Linked DNA regions of Zea mays: region 1 is linked to region 2. A link is a contact called in public Hi-C data. All regions are on one chromosome and are shown on one strand. Each heading gives the region's core, a stretch centred on a gene start, on an enhancer-like site or on the middle of the called end of the contact. The rest is flanking DNA. Distances are from core to core; before and after follow the strand shown. Region 1 holds the start of LOC103645817 (ribulose bisphosphate carboxylase/oxygenase activase 2, chloroplastic). Region 2 holds the start of LOC100217202 (putative amino acid permease 7).

What was found. A called contact is a pair of places that touch in the nucleus more often than the background predicts.
Region 1: a contact with region 2 is called in a Hi-C map of ear, with 2.9 times the contacts expected there. The contact joins the promoter of LOC103645817 here to the promoter of LOC100217202 in region 2. A contact is called at or near these places in 4 of 25 Hi-C or Micro-C datasets (bundle sheath, ear and leaf).

What each region holds. Positions count from the first base shown.
Region 1 is chr2:4,380,268-4,386,219 of Zm-B73-REFERENCE-NAM-5.0, reverse strand. LOC103645817 (ribulose bisphosphate carboxylase/oxygenase activase 2, chloroplastic) reads right to left here and starts at 3,280. Exons shown (of 12, transcript NM_001364552.1): 1 at 2,876-3,280; 2 at 2,565-2,650; 3 at 2,447-2,456; 4 at 1,614-1,679; 5 at 1,417-1,530; 6 at 723-784. The coding sequence starts at 3,215.
Region 2 is chr2:4,214,878-4,221,489 of Zm-B73-REFERENCE-NAM-5.0, reverse strand. LOC100217202 (putative amino acid permease 7) reads left to right here and starts at 4,256. Exons shown (of 7, transcript NM_001143570.1): 1 at 4,256-4,506; 2 at 4,611-4,856; 3 at 4,979-5,072; 4 at 5,173-5,390; 5 at 5,506-5,639; 6 at 5,754-5,981; 7 at 6,074-6,612. The coding sequence starts at 4,413. The coding sequence ends at 6,484. It also overlaps the pseudogene LOC103645816 and a transcript of LOC100193265 not described here.

The DNA of each region.
Region 1 (5,952 bases), core at 2,031-4,530, 170 kb before region 2:
TCATCTACTTGTGGCTTGTGTCTTCTCTAGACAATGTTGGTTCCTCATGCTTAGACAATTTAGGCTTCAAGGTTGAGCACCACAACCAAACAATCAAAGTTTCATGGATTGGTGGAAAGATGTCAGTGAAACTGTTGCTGGTCCTATCTGAGATGGTCTCAATTCCCTGATTATTTTGGGAGCATGGGTGTTGTGGAATCATAGAAATAGATGTGTTTTTGACGGCCAATCTCCTGGTATAAACTCAGTTTTATCTCATGTTGGAGAGGAGCGTCGGGTGTGGGAATGTTCTGGAGCCAAGGGGCTGAGCTTTCTTGCAGCTGCCCCTGCCCCTGCCACGCCCTAAGGTGGTTTATAGTACTAGTTTGATAGATGGATCAATTTATGTATGTTAGATCTTGGCCGCCATGAGGCGGTTCTCTGTATCTCGGTCTATGTAAGGCATGTACTTTGTTACTCTTATTAATATAATGATACACAAGTCTCCCGCGTGTTCGAGAAAAAAACATTTTATTAGCAATCCATATGAAAGTAAATGATAAACTAACATAATGAAGCAGATTAGACAACTATACCCCCATGTATGCAGATGATTGACTTCTGTGATTAAACTTCGCAAGTTTGCAAAACAGAAATACTCTTTCACGCTCACTATTTAGAAAGAGGAACTTAAACATAAAATGCTCAAATCTAAGACCGAGTAGCTGCAAACACCTTCTTACTTGGTTTTGGATTACTTGGGAGGCAGTTCTGTATCTATCACGTATTAGCCTCCCGGGTTCACCTGCAAACAGAGCACAAAAATACCTGAGCAACCAACATGCAGCTACACTCTCAGCCATTCAACAGATAGAAAAGGGCAGACCCTGTGTCAGAGACTCCCACATGAGTGGTGTCTTGGGAAGGGATAAACCGAGGCAAGCATCCCCCGTAAATACAGAGAAGCTGCTTCAAACTTGTGACTCAGTAAGACAAGACCTCTCTCACCACTGCAGCAGGTCCTCCTATGCAACAGATAGAAAAATGTGGGGGGCGTGGGATCCCAACCAATTCCTACTATTTCTGCACATTTAGATCCAGTTAAACATACTGGGAGCTGATTTTCCTTCATAACTAATATGGAGAGACCCTTCTCCCTCATATTCCTAAAATTGGTAGTTCTGAACAAGTTTTATCCACTTGAAGCTGGCCGACTAACAGAAACACCAAGAACCAAATTTGACGGTTCACACTTCCCAACTAATAAAATACTCAAAGAAAGTATATACAAAGGAAAGGAAGTGAAACAACTTTTTCAATGTTTGGAGAAGTTCACATTAGTATGAAAAATAACGAAGTGAGAAACACTTGAACAGCAGGGTAAAGTATGGCACAATGATAAACACAAAGGGATATATAGTTCAAGTGATTCTTGACCTGCTTTTTCAGATTCTAGTTCGCCTGCAGACATAATTACTGGCTCCACACCCATTGCTCTAAATATAAGTTCAGTCTGGAATGTTTTCCCTTGGCCTTTTCCGCCCCAGATCCCTGCAGAGTGCAGTCAATCAGGGTCAATTACATTAACTGATATCAAGAATAGACTACAGAAACAAATAACTGGGTCACTCTACCAAGTATTAGGGGAACCTTGATATTATTAAGAAGATGCGCAATGTAGTTCTTTACAATGTGGCATGCTGCAAACAACAAATAGTCCTTTAGATTTTAGTATTTGTACCTGGGAAGAAGAACAAGAAATATGTTAAGCATACTAGAAATGTCCATGTTCCTGAAGAATTAAGTTGTTTGTATGTACTGTACAGCAACAGCTCACTCGCAAAACTCAGAATCAATTATTAAAGATGAGTTTAGCAGAAAAATCATTCATTTATATATGCATGATAGTTACTAACAATTCATCTGCAGTCTGACCTCAGGTTATCTACGTATTTGACTAAAACATATCCAGTCTAATGATTTGGTTGGCTTATATTTATTTTCTTTATAAAAAGAAGGTCGTCTCATGCTAACCACTCCCATTTAATCCATTAATTGTCACGCCAAGTCCAATAGCAAAAGTAAAAACTGAGAATTGACAAATGCAAATCGAAAGAAGCACTTATATACTCCCTCCGTACTGAAATACAGTGTATTTTCATTTCTCCTAAAGTCCTAAGTCAAACCACCTCATGTTTCACTAAAATTATAGGAAAATATGTTAATTTCTACCACATCAAAAAGATAAGTTATAAAAATACATTCCATAATGTTTCCAATGGAGCTTATATGGTGTCAAAAATATCATGGTTTTTTCTATGAATTTGGTCTAACTTAAGATGGGTTGAGTTAGCACAAATGAAACCACAATTTCAGGATGGAGGGAGTCGAAAGTTATTGACTGTTCAATTTTATACCTTAATATACAGGAATATTTGCCAGGTTCCTTTTATGTTAATTAGCTTACCAACTTTATCCTGCAACCAAATGAATCAGCAGCGTCAAATCTTCGCCAATCGGATATCAGAAAAAAACCAAATAAAAGCAGGATAATCGCATGTGATCCAATACCAAAAGTAACTCACGAGGAAGGCAGGTGCGATGTAGTAATCCCCCTGCAGGTACTCGAACGTTCTAGTTGCCTTCTGCCGGTAGTCGAACACGATATCCGCTGCAACCACGTTGCACCCCAAGCTATCAAAATCTTTTAACTCGTCCCTTTGATTTTGTTTCCAAGCATATCAATATGTTTAAACAGTACACTGAACTAAGCTGAGCAAACATTGTTCTTTATTCTTATCAAATGCAGGTATGTCGATTTAGTATTTTTGCGATTCACGGCGCTTCATGGAATCAGTGGACTGTAGGAGAGCCGATCTGGTTTCAGAGCACGTACAGTCTTTCCCGAGGAAGTTTCCGACGAAGAGTTCGTCGACGATGCCGGACCGTGCGCCAACGGTGATGTTCAAGTTGTCAGCCTCCTTCCCGAGGCGGTAGAGGTAGTCGTCCCCCTCCACATCTCTGTCCTCCCACGACGACTGCTTCGACAGCCGCCGGCGCCCCGACTCTCCCTCCTCGCCGCCGGTTGCCGGCGGTTGCGACGACGAGGCGGACGAGCATCGGATGGGCAGGAGGCAGCCCCGGATCGAGGTTCTGGAGGTGGCGCTGGAGTTCCGCCGGCGGGGGCGGGACAGATGGGGATGGGGAGAGGAGGCGGCGACGGAGGTGGTGGCCATGGCGGGGAGTAGCCGCGCCACGCTGCAGTGTGCGTGTGACGGTGTGACCTGTGTCTGTGTGGGAGAGATCGGCGGTCGTTGGGAAGCTCGTACGGCATTTCTGGCCTTATCTATAACGGTCGTTCAGGAACACACAAGAACCAAAAAAGACATCGCTTTAACAATTCATAATCTTAGGATATTTGAAAGTACATTCATCCCTTTTGTGAGTTTTGGTGATTTGGATAACAACACATTTAAAGGTCTAACGAGTTTGCTAAGTGTTGAACAGGAAATTCAGTATGATGAACATACTTGAATAGTGTATAATGATCAGTGAACAAAGGTTCAACACGAGGTTAAATAACCAATGAGACAATGCAAATGGATATAATATGATCTCTATATTGGTTTGAATATATGGACAAGATCTGAGAAATCATTACATACATATGACCAGAATAGAGGACAAAGTGATTTAGAGGATTGGTCAAGCCAAAGAGAATAAGATATGAGGAATCGTGAATTGGCTTGACCATATTTCTGTCAGTCCATATATGCTTCTATGAGAATCAAACTAGAGCTTGATTGATCTTGATAGTTATATCTAGAAGACATTCAAGCAAGGTTCACAATATTGAAGAAATGATTCTCTCAATGGATGCTCAATATGATGTAACTCAAGAATGGCTTGATAGGGTGAAGATAGCAAGGAAAGGGCTTCGAGGAACTAAGCGAAGGGGAAGGCCAAGCGACGGCTTGTAGACCAAGGTACCATGGCTAAGGTGAAGAAGAGAGTACTTGCACTAAGTCGATGAACTAATCAGCTATGAAGAGTTACAACATGTTGATGCATCAGTAAGATGACTTGAAGCCATGATTTGAACTCATATAAGGTGATATGGTACAAGTCACAGGGTTTGATTTGAGTTTGCTTCAAAAGGTGAGACAAAGATGTTTGTGATCCTTATGAAGCAATGCCATGGAGCAATCACACATGAGACACCAATGACTCAAGGAGTTTACTTCAATTTATTTTATTTAACTTGAGTATAGGAATCGTCGTACTATAAAGGGGGATCCAAAAAGAAGGTTGGTGTTTGCCAAAGCTCAAACCTCTCTATTCAAAAGCTATTTTTGAAAAGCAAAAATCTCTTTAACATTCTATGGTTGACCGTGGTTAGGGTTGAGAAACCTAGAGTGTTCTTGCTGAAAAGCAGCTGAACTTCTTCAACTGCAACTGAGCTTTCCAGCTGAACTTGACTTCAGCTGAGTTGAGCTTCTTCAGCTGCAGCTGAGCTTTTCAGCTGAGCTGAACTTCAGCTGAGTTGAGCTTTCTCAACTTCAGCTGAACTCAACTTCAGCTGTGAACCTCTTTGACCATACACCAGCTGAACTTGCCTCCGGGCAGTTGAGCTGGGGTTTTCTCTCCTAAACTCTCTGGTCAAGACCAGTTGAACTGGTCCTAAGGGGCAGTTCAGCTGGTCTCTGACCCCTCTGACCTCTGACCAACAGTCTGCAAGTCAGACTGGCAAACAGGTCGCCAGAGGTGTCAGGGGAGGTTCAACCGCCCTAGGGGGAGGTTCAACCAGTCTGGTCAACCCTGACCAGTCTGCAGGTCAGTCTGCGCGTCAGTCTGCCAGTCAGACTGGCAGACAGGCTGCCAGGCCTGCCAGGGGAGGTTCAACCGCCCTAGGGGGAGGTTCAACCGGTCTCAGGCAGAAAAATCTGCCCAACGGCTAGTTTTGAGCTCCACCTATATATACTACCTCCTACCTCTCTCCCCAAAGTAGTGAGCACGATTTGAACTCCATTTCTAACCCAAGAAACACCTCCCTCTCTCTCACACACATCTCTTGCCTCTCCCATTTCAAATCTTTGGAGAGAAATCTTTGAGTGAGCTTGAGAGCTGCGGTTTTGTGCTTCATCTCTAAATCTCTCTTGCTCTTCTTCTTCATTCGAGCTTTGGTACTACATCGAGTTCTTTGTGGATTCATTACTCTTGGAGCTTCTAGCTCCTAGACGACTAGGTGTCTCTTGTGAGTCTCCAAATCTTGTGGAAGACCACAAGAAAGTTTGTATTACCCGCTCGTTTGAGCAAAGATTATTGTGTGGGCTTGACCTTTGTGGTCGGCAAAGGGAGGATTAGGGTTGAAAGAGACCCGGCTCTTTGTGGGCGCCTCAACGAGGAAGTAGGGCACCTTTTGTGGTGTGACCGAACCTCGGGATAAATCTTGTGTCTCTTGCGTTCTTGCTCATTGTGTTTGTTCATGTTCTTCGTTCTCTCACCATTCCGTGGAAGATTGTTTATATCTTTTTGGTGTGTGGATTTTGAGAAGTGCCCTTCTCAGATCTACTACTTTGAACCCTGTGGATCATTTAGAACATCTCATTTCCAAAGTTAACTGGGTGAATTTTGAGATCAATTCAGTTTTACCCAGTTTGCTTCTAGTTTTTGTTGAAACAGTTTTAACTTGCCTATTCACCCCCCCCCTCTAGGCAACTTTCAATTGGTATCAGAGCCTAATCCTCGTTCTAACGTTTAACCGCGTGAGGAAAGATCATGTCGGGGGGACTAAGAAACGAAAGTGCTTCTAAGCTTGAAAAAGCTGAGGTTGCCTCGACTTCATCTTTTGGTGCAGATATTGATCCTAGGGCAATAGACCTTGCCATGAGAATCGCCGAAAGGATGTTCCTCAAAATGAAGGAAGATGAGGCGAAGAACATTATTGAAGAAGAAGAAAATGATCGATGGAGA
Region 2 (6,612 bases), core at 3,007-5,506:
TAACGAATTTTATTGTTTTTACAGGATTTTGTATCTATAGTTTACAGCTGACTTTAATCTGAAGCAAACAGCATAATACATAGAGGTCGAATGGCCAGGCGAAAGAGAAAGAGAGATAAAGTTAGACACTAAAAAAATGAAATAAAATTATTGATATAATAGAAAGATAATTGTTATATAAATAGACGAAAAGATAGTTTGCAAAGGTACTACAGTGAGTACACGAATCCTCTAGTTTTCGTATCATATCTCTACAACTATTAAGAGTCATCTGTAGACTGCCCCCGCTCTCCCCTGCCTCCCGCGGATCCCGTCGCCCGCACACACCCAGCCGGGATTCCCCGCCCAACGCTCGCGCCCGCAACCACCCAGCCGCGATTCCAGGCCGCCCGGCAAACAACCACCGACGACGATCCCGCGCGCGCCCGCACAGCCCCACCCAGCCATGATTCACCGCACAACGCGTGTGACCCGCAAATGCCGCTCCTTACGGCCGCCGCATCCCCCCTCTGCGAGTCCAGGAACTGGCCATCGCGGGCAGCAGCGTCGCCGCCTCCGAATAGCGCGCCCTGAAGGGATCCCTGTGGCATGTACTCGAAGACAAGGAGGGGCGGGCGCTCGGCAGTGCCACCGACGGAGCCCGGGCCGGGCGAGTAGCCATGGAGGGAAACAAGGTGAGGGGATTCAGGGAGCGATGCGAGGAGGTGGAGCTCGTGCGCCGACGCGCACGTCTTCACAGCGGCGAGCGAGGCGTCGGGGAAGGTGGCGAGGAAGACGGGCGAGGCGGCGCCACTGCCGAGGAGGCGGGACGGGTGGAACCCGCCTGTGGCGCGGCGAAGCGTGCGGCGGGAGTAGCGCCGAAGCGGGCGAGCGGGGTCTAGCAGCGGGGAGCACGGGAGTGTGGGGATCCGGTCCGGAGCCTCCGTCGCCGGAGGAGGACAACGAGCAAGAGCAACAAAGCTACTGCGACCACCGCGGAAGCGATGGTGGCGACGGTGTTGACTATGGGCAAGCAAGAGAGACGACGGTGGAGCAGCTGGAGGGAGGGGCTGCTGGAGGAGGTGAGAAGGCATGGCAGTGGACAGAGGCGCGCGGCGACGCGGGGCGTGTATGCGTGCGAGGAAGTGATTGGGGTTTGGGGAAGGGAATGGGGATGGCAGGTATTGCCGTATTGGACAGGTAAACAATAAGGGCATGTGCAGTACAGGTTCTTTCTAAGTTTGTCGTCGAGCTGCTACTTCGTTGGATTGTTACTTTGATTGGTTCGCTAATGCTGCTTCGTCCAATTAGTTGCTTTGATTGGTTCGAGTAGGAATTTTGTAGTTAGTGAATGTGCACTGTTTATGTTATAGCATGTATGTGAATGTGCACTGCTGCTGTTTTTCTCTACTGTTGCCAAGGCGAGAGTTCAGATTGTCAGCCTCTGAATGCGTGATGATGTGGTCTTGACCATGCTTACAACACCGTTAGCTCTGAACTTTGGCCTGTGGAAGTTATGGTAATCTGGTTTTGCACAACAACAGTAGCTCTGAGCGAGCTCTAAGTACGGAAAAACTTGTTCACTGTAGGTCCAAGCATCTGCCAGCCATCGTCCACTAGGATAAAGATAAATAATGAATCGAGTGCTTGAGCTCCGTGAGTGATTGAATCCGTTTGGAGCAACTATATTTGACCAACTTGTGAGATGTTTCATGTGCTCGATGAGTTGGCTTCAACAGTTAGATAGGAAACTGACTGCGATTTGGAGGGAACCGACTGTTTCCAGTTGCAAAATCGAAGTGGACAAGAGGTTCTTTAGCATCTTCTTTTGTGAGAGAATATCAGACATTTAGGCTCAGTGACCTCCTGGGTAGCTGAAAAAGAACAGAAAATAGAAAATAAAAGCGGCATTGCTGGGGATCAAACCCGGACCACCCATCAATTTTTCGGTGTATGATTTTCCTTGGGCTGATCCAGCTGTTGTACTATCGAATTATGTGTACGATGAACCCAGTTGTCGAGGGGGCAGGGCAAAACCTATTTTAGTTCCCTGATGTTGAATGGTCCACTAAAACTGATATTTGACCAACTTGTGAGATGTTTCATGTGCTCGATGAGTTGGCTTCAACAGTTAGATAGGAAACTGACTGCGATTTGGAGGGAACCGACTGTTTCCAGTTGCAAAATCGAAGTGGACAAGAGGTTCTTTAGCATCTTCTTTTGTGAGAGAATATCAGACATTTAGGCTCAGTGACCTCCTGGGTAGCTGAAAAAGAACAGAAAATAGAAAATAAAAGCGACATTGCTGGGGATCAAACCCGGACCACCCATCAATTTTTCGGTGTATGATTTTCCTTGGGCTGATCCAGCTGTTGTACTATCGAATTATGTGTGCGATGAACCCAGTTGTCTAGGGGGGCAGGGCAAAACCTATTTTAGTTCCCTGATGTTGAATGGTCCACTAAAACTGATATTCTCGGAATGCTGCGGAATGGCTTGCACTTGTAACTATGGTTCCGTTTGCCCTAGAAAATACAACTATGAGTTGGATGCCTCAGGACGTAACAGATTTTCCCTTTGATCAAATCTTCCCTTTGCAAACAGATTTGTCGACTGAATTACAGGGGAACATCATCTCCTCAATAGATGGATACATTAATGGCTGTTGAACCTGAGAAGCTCCAGCATTAGGAACAAGTCCAGCAGCCTCTTTCAACACGGTCTAAAGACCCAAACTTGGCCTAACTTTGGGCTCATTTTTAGCTTCAGCTGGCACCTGTGCACTGGAAGAGCTAGATGACCCCTTAGCATGCACATCAGATGGCCCATTGCCATTATTGTTTGGTGCCATCAATTGTGCAAAAGGTTTCATCAGCTCAGCTAATGGTGGTGGTGCTGCATCAAGTATTTCATGAGAAAGTTTTGCAAGGGCATCAGGTATTGGCTCTAGGATAGACTTGATTGCTTCACCAATAGCTGATTTTATATGGGCCAGACTATCTTCCCGAACAGGCTTCAAACCTTCAATAGCTGACATTATCTCGGATAGTGTATCCTGAGCAGTGGATTTCACTGGTGCAGAAGTATCTTTTTTCAGTTGGTTGATTTTTCTTCAGTTGAACAGTAATCCTGAGAGGGTTTAATTTCTGACGGAGAGCTGCATCACGCAAGTCATCATCATCATCTAGCATGACAATATCACCATCCTCATCGGTGTAAGTCAGAACAGTGTGCTGATGGGGCACAAGGGTAAAACATGCTCAGGTCTTAACATGTTAGGCTTTCGAGCAAACTTTCTCCAGATCCTCAAGAAAATATAAGATCCGATCTGATATGTGTCGGTACTCATTCCAGCGTACTCCCGTCGCAACGCACGGGCACACACCTAGTGATATGATATGATTGGCCAATGACTCGGTCAGGAATCAGGATCAGCCTAACTGTTTTTGTCCATCAATCAATGATCGAGGCGCCACGTGACCCGTGAGCGAAACGCCATGGCCACCACGTCATCCTCATGAGAAAGGCGATTTGCTCAAACCATTTATGAAATCTGGTGACCTCCTCGACCACTGCTGGTAGGTGGTGGGCGGTGGGTCGTTATTTTTTTATATGTAATAATTCATGGGCTGGATTTGAGTCATGATTTTTTTTATCTAAAATCAGACAAGCCCGGAAAAACTGACTCGAAACTAAAAAATCCGACCTAACTTTAAAAAAAAATTAGGTACGGGTTACGAGGTTAGATACAGGTCGTGTTAAATGGTCGACGATCTAATCTTGATCAGACTCGAACTCTATCCGACGTTGAACCGGTCTAGCTGGTGGGGCGTCTCCGGCTGGCTCTCGCCAAAGCAGAATCACATGCATGCCCATCCGGTAAGGGAAAGAGATGCGCTTGATCGGGCGGCCAACGCCAGTCGGCAAAACGGCTCTCGAAAGCAAGCAGGCAGTGCATCAATCAGCGTTCAGCGGGTCCAATCCCCGGGAAAGGTTTCGTGCAAGCTAAACTGAACTGAGAACGGACAATCCTGACAACGCATGTGGCAACCCTCGTTTTCTTCTCTTTGTTTTGTCTGCAAGTGTATAAAACAGCTGCTTGGACTCGTCAGAGAACTTGCAAGACCCGACAGCTCGTCCTGCTTCGTACTACCAGTAGTAGCACGTAAACCAGGGCGCCACGCCAGCCGGATCGGATCGTCTTGGATGTGGGCATGTGGCTGTGGACGAGACAAAAGTCTCCGCCCGTCGGCCGTCGCCCGCCAAAGGTCTCTTCGATCCGGCCTCTCCGGGCCACCCAGTCGGCCAGTCCCACACAAGGATGGATCGCTAGCGCCGATGAGCTATACTCTTTGCTCACTGTACTAGTCACACGATTGGCTACACGACACGAGCTCAGAGCTCTCAGGTTTCCCAACGCCGGCTGCTGGCCAATGGCGCAGCACCACGGCAGCCACTCCCTGGAGGTCGGCGGCGTCGGCGCCGGCGGCGTCGAGCTCGACGACGACGGCCACGCCGCGCGCACCGGTACCACCACTCACTCTCTCCCGCGCCTTGTGCATGCGTGCGTCGGCAGCAGCAGTAGCCCCACACCCCCGATCTAATTCTCGTCGTTCGATGGGCGGCGGCAGGCAACCTATGGACCTGCTTCGCGCACATCATCACCGCCGTGATCGGCTGCGGCGTGCTGGCGCTCTCGTGGAGCGTCGCGCAGCTGGGCTGGGTGGGCGGCCCTGTCGCCATGCTCTGCTTCGCCTTCGTCACCTACCTCTCCGCCTTCCTCCTGTCCCACTGCTACAGGTCCCCTGCCTCCGATGATGGCTCCCTGAAACGCCAGAGGAACTACACCTACATGGACGCCGTCAGGACGCACCTGGGTACGCGTTGCTCCTGCATCCTTGTTCTTGTTCCTATCATATCTATCGGCTAGCGTATTAGCCTTTGCACATCTTTCCATGGCGACTCCACTTACGAGAGCTAGCAAGAGCAACGCGCCCAGGGGAGAAGCGCACCTGGCTCTGCGGCCTGTTCCAGTACCTCAACATGTACGGGACCGCAATCGCCTACACCATCACCACGGCGACCTGTCTCAGGTACGTACGCCGATCGTTTCCGGCCCGCCGCTCTCTTCGTTCGATCTGCTGGCCATGCTGCATGGTAATGGTGACACGCGCTACTGTTGTGTTGCCGCAGGGCGATCGTGAGGGCCAACTGCTACCACAGCCAGGGCCACAGCGCTCCCTGCGGCGCCGGCGGCGACCACCTCTACATGCTGCTCTTCGGGGCGGCCCAGGCGGTGCTGTCCCTCATACCCAACTTCCACAGCATGGCCTGGCTCTCCGCCGTCGCCGCCGTCATGTCCTTCACCTACGCCACCATCGGCCTCGGCCTCGGCCTCGCCAAGACCATAGGTGATTTCGCATTGGTAGATCGAGCGAGATTCAGTCAACGTTGTTATTGACGCGTACGCGGGCCCTGGATGCGAATGATCTTGGTTGGTGCGTGTATATCGAATTAATCCACCAGAAAATGGGGCGATCAAAGGAAGCGTCGCCGGAGTTCCGATGAGCACCGCGCCGCAGAAAGTCTGGCGAGTCGCGCAGGCCATCGGCGACATCGCGTTCGCCTACCCGTACACCATTGTCCTACTGGAGATACAGGTATACTACTACTACTACACTGCATCGATCTTCACCTTTTTTTTTCTCAAAGTAAGCTTCCGATTAATTTACTTCATAAAAAAAAACTCTTGCAATTCATTAAACTGCATGCAGGACACGCTCAAATCGCCGCCACCAGAGAGCGAGACGATGCAGAAGGGGAACGTGCTCGCGGTCCTGGCCACCACGTTCTTCTACCTCGCCGTGGGGTGCTTCGGGTACGCCGCCTTCGGCAACGCTGCGCCGGGCAACCTGCTCACCGGCTTCGGCTTCTACGAGCCGTACTGGCTCATCGACTTCGCCAACGCCTGCATCGTGCTCCACCTGCTTGGTGGCTACCAGGTAGTACGAAGCAAGCAGTAAAAGTACGTACGTTTGCCATATGACATGCGCGCACGTACGCTAATATCTGGGTCTGTTGCTGTTGCGATCAGATGTTCAGCCAGCAGATCTTCACCTTCGCGGACCGGTCCTTGGCGGCCAGGTTCCCGAACAGCGCGTTCGTGAACAAATCCTACGCCGTGAAGGTGCCCGGCGCGCCGGCGTCGTGGAGCTACAGCCTCAACCTGCAGCGGCTGTGTTTCCGGACGGCGTACGTGGCGAGCACCACGGGGCTGGCCCTCCTCTTCCCCTACTTCAACGAGGTGCTGGGCGTGCTGGGCGCCGTCGTCTTCTGGCCCCTCGCCATCTACCTCCCCGTCGAGATGTACTGCGTCCAGCGCGGGGTCCTGCCGTGGACGCGGACGTGGGTCGCGCTTCAGGCATTCAGCGTCGTCTGCTTCGTCGTCGGCACCTTCGCCTTCGTCGGCTCCGTCGAGGGAGTCATCCGCAAGAGGCTCGGCTAGTTGTGGTATTAGCGCCTTTTCTGTCGTCAACCATGTCATGAATGGTGGAAGTGTGTAAAGAGAGTGTACTGTATCTAAGTTTTTTTTATTTCCCTGTGTTCGCTTAGCCATGAGCCCATGACCATGAT